Linked DNA regions of Pan troglodytes: region 1 is linked to region 2. The links are chromatin contacts, called in public HiChIP or PLAC-seq maps. All regions are on one chromosome and are shown on one strand. Each heading gives the region's core, a stretch centred on a gene start, on an enhancer-like site or on the middle of the called end of the contact. The rest is flanking DNA. Distances are from core to core; before and after follow the strand shown. Region 1 holds the start of TTC7B (tetratricopeptide repeat domain 7B). Region 2 holds the start of CALM1 (calmodulin 1).

Evidence for each region. HiChIP or PLAC-seq counts read pairs in DNA pulled down with a chosen protein or histone mark.
Region 1: an H3K4me3 HiChIP or PLAC-seq map of stem cell-derived excitatory neurons shows a contact between it and region 2, with 2.7 times the contacts expected there. The contact joins the promoter of TTC7B here to the promoter of CALM1 in region 2. A contact is called at or near these places in 1 of 7 Hi-C or Micro-C datasets (stem cell-derived neural progenitor cells) and 1 of 1 datasets of contacts at active chromatin or transcription factors (stem cell-derived excitatory neurons).

What each region holds. Positions count from the first base shown.
Region 1 is chr15:88,816,128-88,823,079 of NHGRI_mPanTro3-v2.0_pri, reverse strand. It overlaps TTC7B (tetratricopeptide repeat domain 7B), which reads left to right and starts at 1,794. Exons shown (of 20, transcript XM_024348858.3): 1 at 1,794-2,047. The coding sequence starts at 1,927.
Region 2 is chr15:88,400,957-88,407,971 of NHGRI_mPanTro3-v2.0_pri, reverse strand. It overlaps CALM1 (calmodulin 1), which reads right to left and starts at 5,613. Exons shown (of 6, transcript NM_001110819.1): 1 at 5,412-5,613; 2 at 2,548-2,578; 3 at 1,251-1,394. The coding sequence starts at 5,414.

The sequences.
Region 1 (6,952 bases), core at 545-3,044, 420 kb before region 2:
AGTCCAAAGTGTAGGTCTGATCATGCCACTCTTCTGTGAAAAGCCCTGCAGGGCTGCTCCATGTCACCAGAGTAAAAGTAAAAATTTTTTTTTTTTTTTTGAGACGGAGTCTCTCTCTGTTGCCCAGGCTGGAGTGTAGTGCTGCCATCTCAGCTCACTGCAAACTCCACCTCCCGGGTTCACACCATTCTCCTGCCTCAGCCTCCCCAGTAGCTGGGACTACAGGCGCCCGCCACCACGCCCGGCTAATTTTTAAAAATATTTTTAGTAGAGACGGGTTTCACCATGTTAGCTAGGACGGTCTTGATCTTCTGACCTCGTGATCCGCCCACCTCGGCCTCCCAAAGTGCTGGGATTACAGGCATGAGCCACCGTGCCCAGCCAAAAGCCAAAGTCTTATAATGGCCCACCAGGCACTACACAGAACTCCCCCCAACCTCTCAGAGCTCATCTCCTGCCTCGGCCCCTCTCCTTCACTCCACCCAGCCCCTCTGGCCTCTGCCATTTCTCCATCCCACCCAGTGTGCTCTAACCCCAGAGCCTTCGCACTTGTGGTGTTCTCTGCCTGGGATACTCCTCCCCCAGAGATATCCTCATGGCTCCCCCTTAGTTTCTTCAAGTCTAATGCCACCTCCGTGAGGCCATCCCTGACTGCTCCATTTTAAATGGCAACACTTGCTCAGGCTGAAGTGCGTTCACTGCTCACTGCAGCCTCCACCTTCTGGGCTCAAGCAATCATCCTGCCTCAGCCTCCTGAGTAGCTGGGATTACAGGCATGAGCCACCCGCCTGTCCCAACTCTTTATGTTCGTCACTGAACCCTTCCCTGTTTCTTCAAATAGCCATTTTTACAGTCTAGTTTACTATTTTATTTTGCTTATTTTTCCCCCAAACTGGAATGTAAGCTCTCTCAAGCCAGGAATTTTGTTTTTTTAGCTCACAATTCTATCTCTGGCACCTAAAGCAGCGCCCAGCACATAGTAGGTGATCACTAGACAGTTGATTCACAGAGGGACACCTCCCTAGGTCTCAGTCTAGGTGGCCAAGACAGGAGGCCCCACCAATGACTGTGCCTTCCCCTCAGGGGGTCCGAGAGCTGGCGTGTGAGAGTGGCAGCCCCTGCCTGGCTCCGCTCAGCCATCTAGGGCACCCCTGGCAGGTGCTGTGCCTTGCCTGGGATGGAGGAGTCTCCGTCCACCTCTGGCTGGGTAGGGGCTAAGGCTGCGGGGCAGAGGGGCACCTGCTAAGGGGCACAGGCCAACCGGGCCCCAGGGAACCGCTGGCCACCTGAGATGGCAGGACAAACTCGGGCAGGCCTCCCCCCACCCCTCACACCCGGCTCACTGGTCCCACCGGGCGGTGACCTTCCCCAGGGTCACTGCCCTTTCTTGGCCCTACTCCTGGGGATCCAACCCGCTCCCAGGCTGTCGCTAGCTCCCTCCCGATCCTCTCCCTCCCCTTCATCCTGCCCAGACCCCTACCCCACCAGACCCCTCACCCGCCCTTGGTCAGATCTCTCTCCTACCCCGCTCCCCCACCCCCATCCCCACTTCCCCTAGGTCTTCACCCCGCCCCAGACACCCCCAGTCCCTCTCCCTGTCCTCCATGCCCACCCCGCCTTTCCTCCCTCGGGCCCCTGTCTCCCGCCCTAGCCCCCGCCCCTGCCCCAGCCCTGGCTCCGGCCCCGGCCAGTGCTGCGGCTCCGGCCCTGGCCGGCAGGGGCCGCTCCTCGCGGCGCCCGGGGCCCCGCCGCGCCCGCCGCCGCCGCCCGCCTCCCCGCCCCTTCCCCAGCCGGCGCTCCCGTTACGCCGCGGAGCCGGGAGCCGGAGCCCGAGCCCGCGGCGGCGGCGGGAGGCGGCGAGGGGGCGCCGCGGCGGCGGCGGCGGTGGGGCCTGCGGGGCGGGCGGCCGGGCCCGGCCAGGCCGCGATGGCGACCAAGAAGGCAGGCTCGCGGCTGGAGACGGAGATCGAGCGCTGCCGCTCCGAGTGCCAGTGGGAGCGGATCCCTGAGCTCGTCAAGCAGCTGTCGGCCAAGCTCATCGCCAACGGTACGCGCCGGGCGCGCCGGCCTGGGCTGCGGGGGGCGCCGCGGCCTCCGCGGGAACGGGCCCCCGAGGCGCGGCCGGGCGCGGGGCGCGGGCAGGGGCGCGGCCGGGCCGCGAGGGAGCTGCGGCCCAGGGGATGTGCGCGGGACCGGGGCCTGGGGGAGTCCGGGTGCCCCGGAGTCACGCGGTGTGAGGGCCCGGGGGGCGCCAGGGGCTGTCCCGGCGCCTGGGGTTCAAGCGTGCAGGGCGGGCTTTTGCGGAGTCTGGGGTGTCCGGGGGTCTCAGCGAGTCCGCTGCTCCACTGGGACCACAGGAGGTCAGGGGCCGGCCTGGGGCTTCTGAGAAGTTGGAGGTGATGGGGTGAGGGGGTCCCTCAGGACGTGGGTGAAGTCCACAGTGTGTGTATGGTGTGCTCAGGGAATCAGGATGTGTTTATGGGGTCTTGAGAATGGGGTGTTGTACATAGACCCCTGGGGAATCTGGTTTGTAAACATATGGTGTTTAAGGGGTTCTGGGTGGAAGCGCAGACTCGAGGTGTGTGGGGTGGTGGTAGAAAGCAGGCTGGGTTGTGCGTCCTGGCGTTCGGAGAAGTAGCATCAAGGCTGCCGACCTAGAGAGGTCAGGGTTGGGAATAGAGGAGAAATAGAGTCAGGGGGACCTGGAGGGAGAATATTGTGGAGCGAGATGGGAATGTGGTTGAAGAATGTCGGGAGATGGAGCTGGGTGGGTGAGGGGTTGGTGCCTGGGCCAGAAGGGGGTCTGAGGCAGCCTCTGAGTAGGAGCCTGGTGCCTGGAGTTGGTTCATGACCCCTTTAACTGGATTGGTTCTTGTACCCAATCAAATAAAATTGCATCCAGAATCCCATTCCAGTGCACAGCTCCACATGGCCTTATTTGTTTTGGAAGCGAGTATCTTTAATATTTGCTTGTCTTTTAGTACCCGCCTAAAGCGCAGGCACCAGCACACCGTGGCCAGAGGTTAGAGGGTTTGTCTCATTTCATCCTGGGCTTCTCCAGGCCGAGTGAGCACATGTTGGCTGAACAAATGAATGAAAGAGTGAATGAATGGATGGCGGGGCTGCTCTAAGAAAGGACATCTGCACGATTTTCAGCCTTCTCACTTCAGACTACCCAGAAAGGAGAGGGATGTCCTCCTGGAGGGTAGTTTTTGTTTGCGTCCTATGGTATTAGTGCCTGGAAATTAGAACTTGGTTTTGCACACTCTCAATGATGGATGCATGCTGTGGGCAGGTACCTTCTGGGTGAACGCAGGTGCCATGGTGTGTCGGGGCATGGAGATAGCACCGACCCTACACGGGCTCCACTTGGTGGAAAATGTGGACTCTTCTCAGTTATGTCAGCCTTTGAGGAGATGGTGTTCAGTGCCCTGGGCCCCAGAGGCAGCTTGCCCTTGCCCTCCTTGTCGGGCTCACCTGCTTCTCCGCTTACCTGCAGCATTTTCTCTTTTCCTCTCGGAGTTGCACAGTCCTGGGTCTACTTTGTGGCTTCCCAGCAGTGTAGGCATAATGACACCTTCTGTGCAGGTTGATTTTAGGATTAAATGGGTTTATTTGTGAGCCTCCTGGTCTTTTTTCTTCTGAATCCACTTGTTTCCTGCTGTCTTTGCTTATTCATTCACCCAATATTTGCGTGCCCACCTGTGCCAGTCACAGAACAGTGGTGAACAGCACTGACCAAGCCCCTGCCCTTATGCCCTCACCCTGCTCTCAGGAGGCAGGTGATAAGCAAATATGGAAATAAATAAACAGCACAGCTTCAGATAGTGAGAAGTGATTGAAACAAAACAGATGAGTTAATGTGATTGAGAATGACAGGCAGATGAAGGGGGACTCAAGCTATGATGGTCCCTGGAATGGGAGGGTAGATGGGTTTTTGGTGGCCTGGGCCCTTCCTATTCACCTTCATGGCCCCCGAAAGGCTTAGCTCTCTTCCCAGGGGCTGCTCCCAATGTCCTAAGATGCAGTCATGAGTGGGGCTTGGGGAGTGGGGTTTGCGGGGGCACTGTGGTCCATGGGTCTGTGTGCAAGTTCAGTTTGGGGAAACTCATGGGACATAGATTTTTGTCCTAGAGACTCACATGGTGAGTGGTAGCCATTGATGGCAAAAAGTTACCCAGACTTGAAAAGATCAGACAGAGTGAGTGCTCAGGAAAATAAAACGATGAAGCCAAGAAAAAGATGAAACTAAACTAGAATGATTGTGGCTCTCCTTTGGTGTTTGCAAGAGGGGCCTTCCCTCCCTTTGACTGGTGAGGCCTTCCCACTCTCGGGCTGGTAGAGGGACTTCTTCCTGGCTTTTGGGGGCACCGGCTCCCCCATAGATTCTCAGGTGCATGAGCACAAGTTCTGGGCAGATTTTGCAAAATCCTGAAGTTAAAGCATCTTCTGCTTAGAATAAGGAAAGCAAGTGAATGTCACGTTTGTCACACTAAGACAGTTACCATGAAAACAACCACAGGCGAAAAAAAAAAAAAAAGAATACAGTGTTTGGAGCCAGCCAGATGGGGGACTGATTCTTGTGACCTTGGCCACTTCTTGACTTTGTGACATTGGCCAAATCACTTAACCACTCTGAGCCTCAGTTTTCTCATTTTAGAACGGGATTTAAATGACTTACCTTGCAGGGGTTGTTATGAGGGTTAAAGTAGCTAATGTCTCTCAGGGCCAGCCACTCATTCCTTCCTTCCTTCCACAAAGATTGAGTACCTGCTCTGTGCTAGCCGCTGTTTTAGGCACTGGAAATACACTGGTAAACAAAACAGACAAAAATGGCAAAAATCTCAGCCCTTATGAAACTCACATCCCAGTAGGAAAGGGGCAGGGAGACAGATAATCAATATAATCATTAGGTGAAGTTTACAGGGTGTCAGATGGTGGTCAGTGCTATCAAAGAGAAAAAGGGGAAGGTGAATAGGTGCTTTGGAGTGGGCTGGGAGTGGGGGATGCAGGAACTACTAGTTTAAACAGGGTGGCCCTGAAAGGTGTCCCCAAGAAGGCAACATCTGAGATGAGACCTAAGGAGGTGGAGAAGCGTGTTCTAGGGAGGGAACTTCATGGGTAGAAAGTGGCGGGGCCGGATAGGCCGAGGGTAAGGCTTTGGCTTTCCTGTGAGTGGGACGGGGCTATGGGAGAGTTCTGAGCAGAGGAACCCCTCCTTCCCAAAGCTCCCACTTGTAGTGGGCTTCCCCACCCAGCAGCATTAGCTCCTTACGGGAAGGAAGCGTGGCAGCCCCTCCCCGTTAAGGACTCTAAATAGTGGACACTTTCAGAGCGTACTGCCCCAGCCTGGCTCCTTTGAGATGAATTGGTTTAGATGTTTTGCCAAGAGGTGGATAAGGAAGAAAAGGACAAATGCCAAGTTGAAAAGTGAACCCAGAGGTCTGTCTTCTTCCTCGTACCCTACCGTAGTCACCATTTTCATTGCACCATCTCAAAAAACCCAAATGTGGTGGTAGCTAGATGTGCACCAGACCCGGGTGAGTCCCAGTGAGAGAATGGTCACCTAAGTTAAGGGTGGGGGTGGGAGACAGTCCCCCGGAAGCCTAGGCCCTCGTGGGCTGAAGTGTGGCCTGGGGATGAGTGGCAGGGGCACCACCGGGAACCTGTGAGAAATGCAGATTCTTGGGCCGGCTTCAGACGTGCGGGGTTAGAATCCACATCTCAGCAAGGTGTCCAGGGGTTTGGGGGACTCAGAGAAGCCTGAGGTGCCCTGGCTTGGAGCTGAGGCAGCAGCCTGAGCGCTCAGGGATAAAGACAGAGCTGCACATCAGCTTCATGTGGGCTCACAGGTCGGTCCTGGTCTCTGGGAGGACAGGCCCAGCTGTCCTCTCTCTACAGAATGTCACCCTCCAGCCTCCCAATGATGAGGTCACCACTGTGTGTGAAAGTGCAGTGACCTGGCACCGGGGCTAAAATTTGGACCTTACCTGTAGTGGCTGGGTGATCTCCAGCCAGGTTCTTAGCCTCTCGGAGCCTGCCTTTCCTCCCTGCTCAGCCAGCTCAGAATGCCCACTCTCAGGGCACCTGTGAGGATTCGTGGGATGGTACCTGTCAGCCAGGGCACATGGTCATAATGGGGTTGGTTCCCTGCAGCTGACCCCTTGTGACCCTGGGCAAGGTAGGCCAGGTCCCAGCTGTCAGCCTGGCAGGGAAAAAAGAGAGTGGGGGACCAAGAAATGACACAGTTGAGCTAGTGCCCGGTCAAGACTCCCACCTATTGCAATGACACAAACAGGCACACTGGAGGTCTGCGACTGTCCTGAAGGACGGCCGCTCCCTTTTCTGAGGCAGCGTGGCTTCCCGCCTTCCCCAGCCTGTTAATCTTCTTAGGCAAGCTCGGCGACTGAGTTCACTTAGAAAGATTAGGCCCCAAATGGTAGCCTCTCCCTTAGGAGATCATTGCCTGTCGGATCCTATAAGATTTTGAGACATTTTAATTACCTCGTGGTGACGGGTAGGTAGGGAAATGGTGCCTGAAACAAAGAGTATTTCTGGGGCATAGTTTGGTAAGCAAATGTTTTCAGGCCATGAAGAAGAGGATGTGGAGATCTGTGTTGTTTTAAGCACGGGCATCTACAGTGATGTGGCTTCCCCTTGGTGGAGGGTGCAGGGTCCTGGGCTCCTAGACGCCACCTGGTCATGCACACCCTCCTGTGAAGAAGAGGAGTCGGGGTGGACTATGGTCCTCCCTGGCTGGCCTGAGGGTCTTCTCTGGAAACAGGACTGAGGTTTAACTGAGAGTCTCTGCTGTGGGGTGAGGCGGCCCCTGTTGTTTAGAGGTGGCTTCTTTGGACATACCTGGGGCATCACAGACTCCTGGGAGCCCAACTCCTCCCAGAATGTGGGGAAGGACACCAGTGAGATCTCCGGTGACCCACTATTATGGCCT
Region 2 (7,015 bases), core at 4,364-6,863:
TCTAACGTGCTGAAGGCTTTGTCAAAGAACCTCATCAAAAGCTCTGCTGCCAAATGTTTGTGACCAGACAAGCGATTTTACTACACCACCCTCGAGTCAATCATCTAGAAAGTAAAATCTAGATCCGAATTGTTTATTCTTAATGCTTCTTTTATTTTTTCTTTTATCCTTTTCTCCTCCCAACTCATCTTTTAAAAATCATGTTCTATACTGTCATACAGTACATTAGAATATATATAGGATTTACCAAAATACGTGGTTTTTTTTTACGGGTGGGGAAGTGTGCTTCAAAGCCTGCTTACTGATGGAAATCAGCAATCAAAGGTCTGTTGTCCCCTGCTGTAGAGTCGAGAGGAACAGATGACAGACCGCTATCAGGGTTACTGCTGGTTCCCTCTGGCCCTGCACCTTACAGCTTCCCTTTCCGTTAGGTTCTGCAAATCTATCCCCTGGAGTCACCACACATCTGCCTCCAAACCTCACATGCTCCTCTGCAGCAAACACATCTACAGCTCACACTGTACTCACTTTTATGGTAACTTCTAAGGGTGCTTGTCACCTACTTCATCTGGGGGTTCCTCCTCCTCTTTAAACACAGTAAGTTTGTTAAAAAGCACTTTCTATGGCTATTTAATTTCACCTCCCCCCTCAAGACTCAGTGCAGACTCATGGGCCAGTTGATAAAAGCTTTGAGCTCGGCCAGGAGCAGTGGTTCACGCCTGTAATCCCAGCACTTTGGGAGGCCGGGGAGGGTGGATCACGAGGTCAGGAGTTTGAGACCAGCCTGGCCAACATGGTGAAACCCCATCTCTACTAAAGATACAAAACACTAACTGGGCGTGGCGACACACGCCTGTAATTCCAGCTACTCAGAAGGCTGAGGCAGGAGAATCGCTGGAACCCGGGAGGCAGAGGTTGCAGTGAGCCGAGATCGTGCCAGTGCCACTCCAGCCTGGGCGACAGGGCGAGACTCCGTCTCCAAAAAAAAAAAAAAAAAATAGATTTGTGCTCTAGGTCGCACCAAGCAGGAAGAAAACAATAGTGATCCCATGCAGAAAACATTCTAGACACTAAGCAGGATGGACGCAAGGCCCATCATCTTCTATTTTAATTGTCAATGGCCCTGGGGCAACCACAGAAAGGATCTTTGCACATTTGCTTTGCTCTGGGGACCTGAAAGACAATCCTGTAACATGTCTGAACTTGAATTACACAACAATGGCCCTCATTCATGGTTTTAAAGCTCTTACCATCAGCATCCACTTCATTGATCATATCCTGCAATTCAGCTTCTGTTGGGTTCTGACCCAGTGACCTCATGACAGTTCCAAGTTCCTTTGTTGTGATGGTGCCATCGCCATCTTTATCAAATAGGGAGAAGGCTTCCTTGAATTCTGAAAACAAAAGTTGACCCGTTAGAATCAATGTCTTTATCCAACCCAGTCACAATACACACTTGCCGGGGGCTTGCCAAAGCCAGCCATTCAAGTTGTGCAACGTTTCTGGTCTTTATCTACTGAAATAATGACCACAATAGTCCTGTTGGACTGGCCTTCATACAGCAGCCCATAAAGCAAACACTGCTCCCAATAAACGGTGCCACACACCACAATATTCCCAAAAGTTTCAAGGCGGCTAAGCTGGAACATGCTTAAATTAGTCCTAAATCCAATCTTTTTTTTTTTTAAACAATGGAGTCTCGCTCTGTCACCGAGATTGGAGTGCAGTGGTGCAATCTCAGCTCACTACAACCCCTGCCTCCCAGGTTCAAGGGACTAAATCCAATCTGACAAGATTGGTCCATGTGCCCCCTTCAAATCCCTTCCTGTTACATTTCTAAAGCCATAAGAATCCCTCGTTTCATAACAAATAAAATGGTTACTAGAAATGTACATTCCCAGGTAAACTCTCTCCACATGACTTTTAGAATATTTCAGAAGCATTCCTGGTTTCCTAAAGAGAAACAGTCTCAAAACAAGTCCTCCAGGAATATTAAAAAGCTAAAATCTGCCAGACGTGGTGGCACATGCCTGTAGTCCCAGCTACTCAGGAGGCTGAGGCAGGAGGATTGCTTGAGCCCAGGAGTTAGAGACCAGCCTGGGCAACAGAGTTTAACTAATGTAACTTTCTTCCCAATTACTACAGTGGTCCTAACACTCATATTCACCCATTTCCATTTATTTTAGGATAGCGAGCACAAGCTTTCGTGGCAGATTACTGAAAGACCCATGGCATAAGAATTGTAAACTAAACCGTTGAGTAGCAGGCTCAGTACAATTAATCATACGCAAACTTTGCACATTGTGAAACATGGTCAAATTCTCCAGAGTTTAACACGTAGGCATCCTTAGTTTTACTTCCTTTCACCTCATCTATAAAGTACTGGCAAGAATAACATCTGACCTCAATGTTTCTGCTTACTGTTCTTATTTAAATAAATTCTTAGAAAACTGCCCAGACTGTAGCGGGGAGGAACAGAGGAGTCACCAAAACTGAGTCAGTGCCTAGTTCTGGCCTTCTGGGGACTCCTTGGAGTTGTCAACTTACCAGCAATCTGTTCTTCGGTCAGCTGATCAGCCTATATGAAGAAAGAAAAGGTTATCATTCAGTCCACGACATGTTTGGTTGATTTCAACATAGGTTTTCCAGTTATACTTTTAATATTGTGATCTTTCAAAAATCAATCTTAAGATTCTTTGAAACCTGTAGCACGGTCATTTAATGAAAGTAAATAGAATAAAGAAAACTCCTTATGCTATTTTAACAAAGGATTACAAGGAAGTGACAACATCTGCTCACTTCAAGTTTTCTTTTCTGGGCCCATGGCTTACAGCTTGCTCTGCGATCTAACTAGGCTAAGTTCATCATGTGAAAAATGGCACCTCTAGTGGCAGAAGGCCCCTTGGCACCAGCTGCAGTGGCGGCAGGCTCTAAGACAGAAGAGCGCCACCTACTGCACCATGGACACCGCAGTCCCCCTTTCCACTCAACAAGGGACCCAGCCCACTGCCACTGCCACCACAGCCAGGATAAGGATCTCATCCAGGGGCAGGCTTTCAGCGCACCTTGCGCACTGCTCCAGGCCCTCGAAATCTCCAAACTGGCGTTACATAATGGCATTGGGTTGGATTAACAGGCTTTTATATCCATTTTATGAGAAATAATTAAGTAGAAAAAATAAAGATACAGCAACTGGGTACGCCACCAACTTCATTTCCATGTAACAAATGCTTTCCAATCCTTTAAATTAGGCAGTTATTTGTTAAAAGCCTACCATTACAATGGCTAATGCCCTGGGTCAAACTATCCTATGATTCAGAAGCCAGGAAAAAATGGTACCATCTTACAAATGAAGTGTTACAAAATTGCAAAAATTAAGTACACAGAAAACTACACAATAATTATCAAACTATATATACTCCTCTCTTTTCTGGCAAAGAGTATCTACTAAATTTGCTGGAGAGTATTAACCCTACCTACCTTAAGAATGACAAAAGAACTGTTCTTAATAAACACACTTCGTTCGAGGCAGTAATGGCCACGAAGGTAATTCACCTGCATTATTTGGTCTCCACTGAACCTGTGCCTCCAGCCGAGGGAACTCGAGACCTCAAGGAGAGCTAACGTGGATTTCTCTTTTAAAGAAGGATGCCTAAGAAGCCAATTACAAAATAAGTCCTAATAGAAAGCTGATGAAGTTTATACTCTTAAGTGAAAACTTTAACAGTAGGAATGGTGTTCCAATATATTGATTCTGGGTGAAAACTTGTTTTTACAAATTATAAACGGATCTTTCTTTCTACCTCAATCACTAAAAATTGGCTTTCTTTAAATGAGGGAGACACGATGATTTACGTAACGCCAAGGCAACATCTGTCTTGTACAACAGGAAGCGCTGCCACACCTCGCAAGAGAAACTGTCACCTTATGGGGAGAACAGTCCCACCTCGCTACAAAACTCTCTTGTTAGAGGGGTTACCAGGAGCATCCAACTTTCTCGACAACGAAATCCTCCTCCCCCAAATGGCGCTAGCCCTGGGGGCAAAGGTGTACCAGAACCCTGCAGGGAACCATCTCCCCACCCGCCAAACCAGAAACGCAGTCGGTGATGTCAGCCCTGCACGCCGAGGAGGAAGGGGCTGTGGAAAACACACCCAGCGAGGCGCACAGTCGCATCTGGCAATCTAGAAGCTGCAGAGAAAGCAGAAACGTGGAGGGCATCCCTCTGCGGACTGGAAGTGGCGCGGGGCGAGGGACCGGGCAGGCCGCGTGCCCGGGGGCAGGCGTGGGGGGGAAGGCGGCCCCCGAGCGGGCGTCTGGACGCCGCCCCTCCTCGGCCAGGAGGGTCACCATCCCCGGCCCCCGCGCACCAGGGCCGCGGCCAAGGCCACCCGCACCTCCCACCCGCTTCTGCTCCCCCAGGCGACGAGCCCGCGGCGCCGCCGCCTCCTCCCGGAGCAGAAACTTTGCGTCTCTAATGGAAACCAAGCCGCGCGCCAGCTCCCTCCTCCCCCGCCGCCCCCCCCCCCCCGCCCGCCCCAATTAGCGCGAGCCCAGCGCCTCCCGCGGGAAGGGACTCCTGCTGCACCGAGGCTCACGCCCGCCCGCACTGCTGCACCGGGTGGGGGGCCGCAGGGTGCGAAAGCGGCAGGAACAAGCCACGGCCACACCGCAGGGCCCCGCCCGGGCGCAGGGCGGCCCGGCCGCCGCTTCCGCCCTCTCCGCCCCCAACCCCTCGCCTTCCTGCCCCCAACCCCACCCTTCCCCGGCTCCTTCCTTCCCAGCCCACGCCCGCGCCGCGCCCCCCGGGAAGAAGGAGGGGAGAGCGACCGAGGGAGGGCGCCCAGCAGGGCCGGCCAAGGTGGGGAGGTGGCGGGCGCTGACTGCGCCCCTCAACACCCGGCCGGAACAATGTGCGCCACCGGCCAGCTCCAGCCCATTCATTCTCCACTGCCCGCCCGACCTGCCACCTTCGCGCCGGCGGAGAAGCGGGGTGGGGAGGGGCGGGCCGCGGGGGGGGGGTCTAGTGCCCGGCCCCGCCCGGCTCCCAGGCCGAAACGCTGCGCTGCAGGCAGCCCGGGTGCGGCGCTAGTGGATGCAGTGGGTGCGGGGCTGGGCGGGGGGCAGGGGGATTGGATGCAGAAACCCCCGCTGCAGTTGCGGCCGGAGCCCCTGCCCGTGGACGGCCTACGACCAAGTCCAGCTCCAAGGGGAACCAATAAATGAAGCTCCCTGGCAGAGGTCGCCGAGATGCAAATCCAAAGTGCAACCTCCTTTAAGCGCAGCTGCTGCGTAACACTCAGAAAAGAAAAACCTCCAAGAACCAAAAACAAAAAACAAACAAAACAACTAGAAATCTGGGAAGAAATCTCGGGCAGCTGCTACGCCGGCATTTGCCACTCCCGACCTACCATGGTGCGAGCGAAGGGAGGAAGAGCAGAGGGAGCGAGGGTGGCTGCACCAGCGCGGGGGCTGCGACGGCGGGGGTACCTCCGATGCTGCTGCTGCTGCTGCTGCTGCTAAGGCGCGCTGTGCGCTATGCCGCCGCCGCCGCCTGCGCCGCCGCCTGACTACGAGTAACGGCACGGCGTCCACGACACTCCCAGCACCACTGCCGGAGCGCGAGTCTGCGCCCCGCGATATATATATGGTGCGCCGTATCCCTCCGCCGCGGCGGAGCCGCCTCGCGCAGAGCGGAGCTGCGGCAGCCGGGCCTTGCCTGCCTGGTCCCGCCCCCGGGTTCGCCAGGCCTCCCGCCGCCCCCTGCGCGCCAGTCGCGGCGGCCCTACGCTGGGTCGGGGAAGCGTTCTAGGCTGGGCGCGCGGTCTCGGGTCAGGTGTGGCGGGGAGTCCTCAGGAGACGCCCATCCTGGGCGGGGGCGAAGACAGAGCGCCTGCTTAGTCCAACCTGGGGGCGGCCCAGAGCTTCTGAAGCCGTTCACCCCGCTACCTACCCCAGCCTCACCCCACCTGGGTGACCCTCCCACCTCGACATCTCCAACCGCTCCACTAGGGCTGCCGGCTCCCGCGTGCCCCTCGTCCTTGGGTCTGCAGCGGCCACTTCCAGTTTGGGGTGCTGCAGGAGGTCCTGAGAGTAGGGGGTCCGCGGGGAGGTGGAGGCAGATTGGCCACACTCCTTCAGCTGCCGAGGAGAGGGGTCTGCAGAGGACGAGGTAGTTGTCCTCCTGGAAGAAATTGGTCCTCTTCGGATTTTGGAGCAGTATCCGAGCCAAATTATTTATGCTCAGTTGCTAAATCTGTGTCATGCTGCGATGTTTAATCAGTCTTTAATGTTTTTACGTTTCCACTGAATATTTTTTAGGATGCCTGAATATTTCTCCCCTACTATTTTGTTCTCTTTTTCCTGGCGCCCGTCTTACTAAAATTAGTGTACCTGTGCAGCTTCTACAGACCTTAAACCCAGGCTTTAAATTTTTCGTAATTTTCCTGATCCTGAGAAGGGTCAGAGTCTTTATTCATAAATCCATAGAAACAAGGGAAAAAATAGATGCTTCAAATCCTCTGCATTACAAGTGGAACACACAGCCAATTGCCTCTCTTATGGAGCTAGATTGTATTTTAAACTACAGTTTTGATTATATTCCTTTTAAAAGACTATTTAAATCTTTAAATATACTAGTGTTTTCCATTTTTTATTATATTCCTTTTAAAATAATATTTAAATCTTTAAGTTTACTAGTGTTTTCCATTTTTCTGTAAAGTAGAGAAAGAACAATTTCAGCCAGTAATGTGAACCCCAGGACTTGTAAAAATCTAGACAAAATGCTGCAGTTTCTTTTCTTGCCAAGGCAGAACACAGAATTTGATCTTCTGTTTTACAGGGCCCGGGCAACAGTTGGAGGTTATCATTTGCTTACTGTTTTACAGAATATGGCAAAGTGTGTGATTAACATGCTGCGCTAGAAAGGGCTTTGCTTGCTTGTGTTTGTTTCTGGTTTCAACAAAGTCTGCAGGAATATGTTTTTTTAAAAAAGGAAAAATGTACAGGCACATTG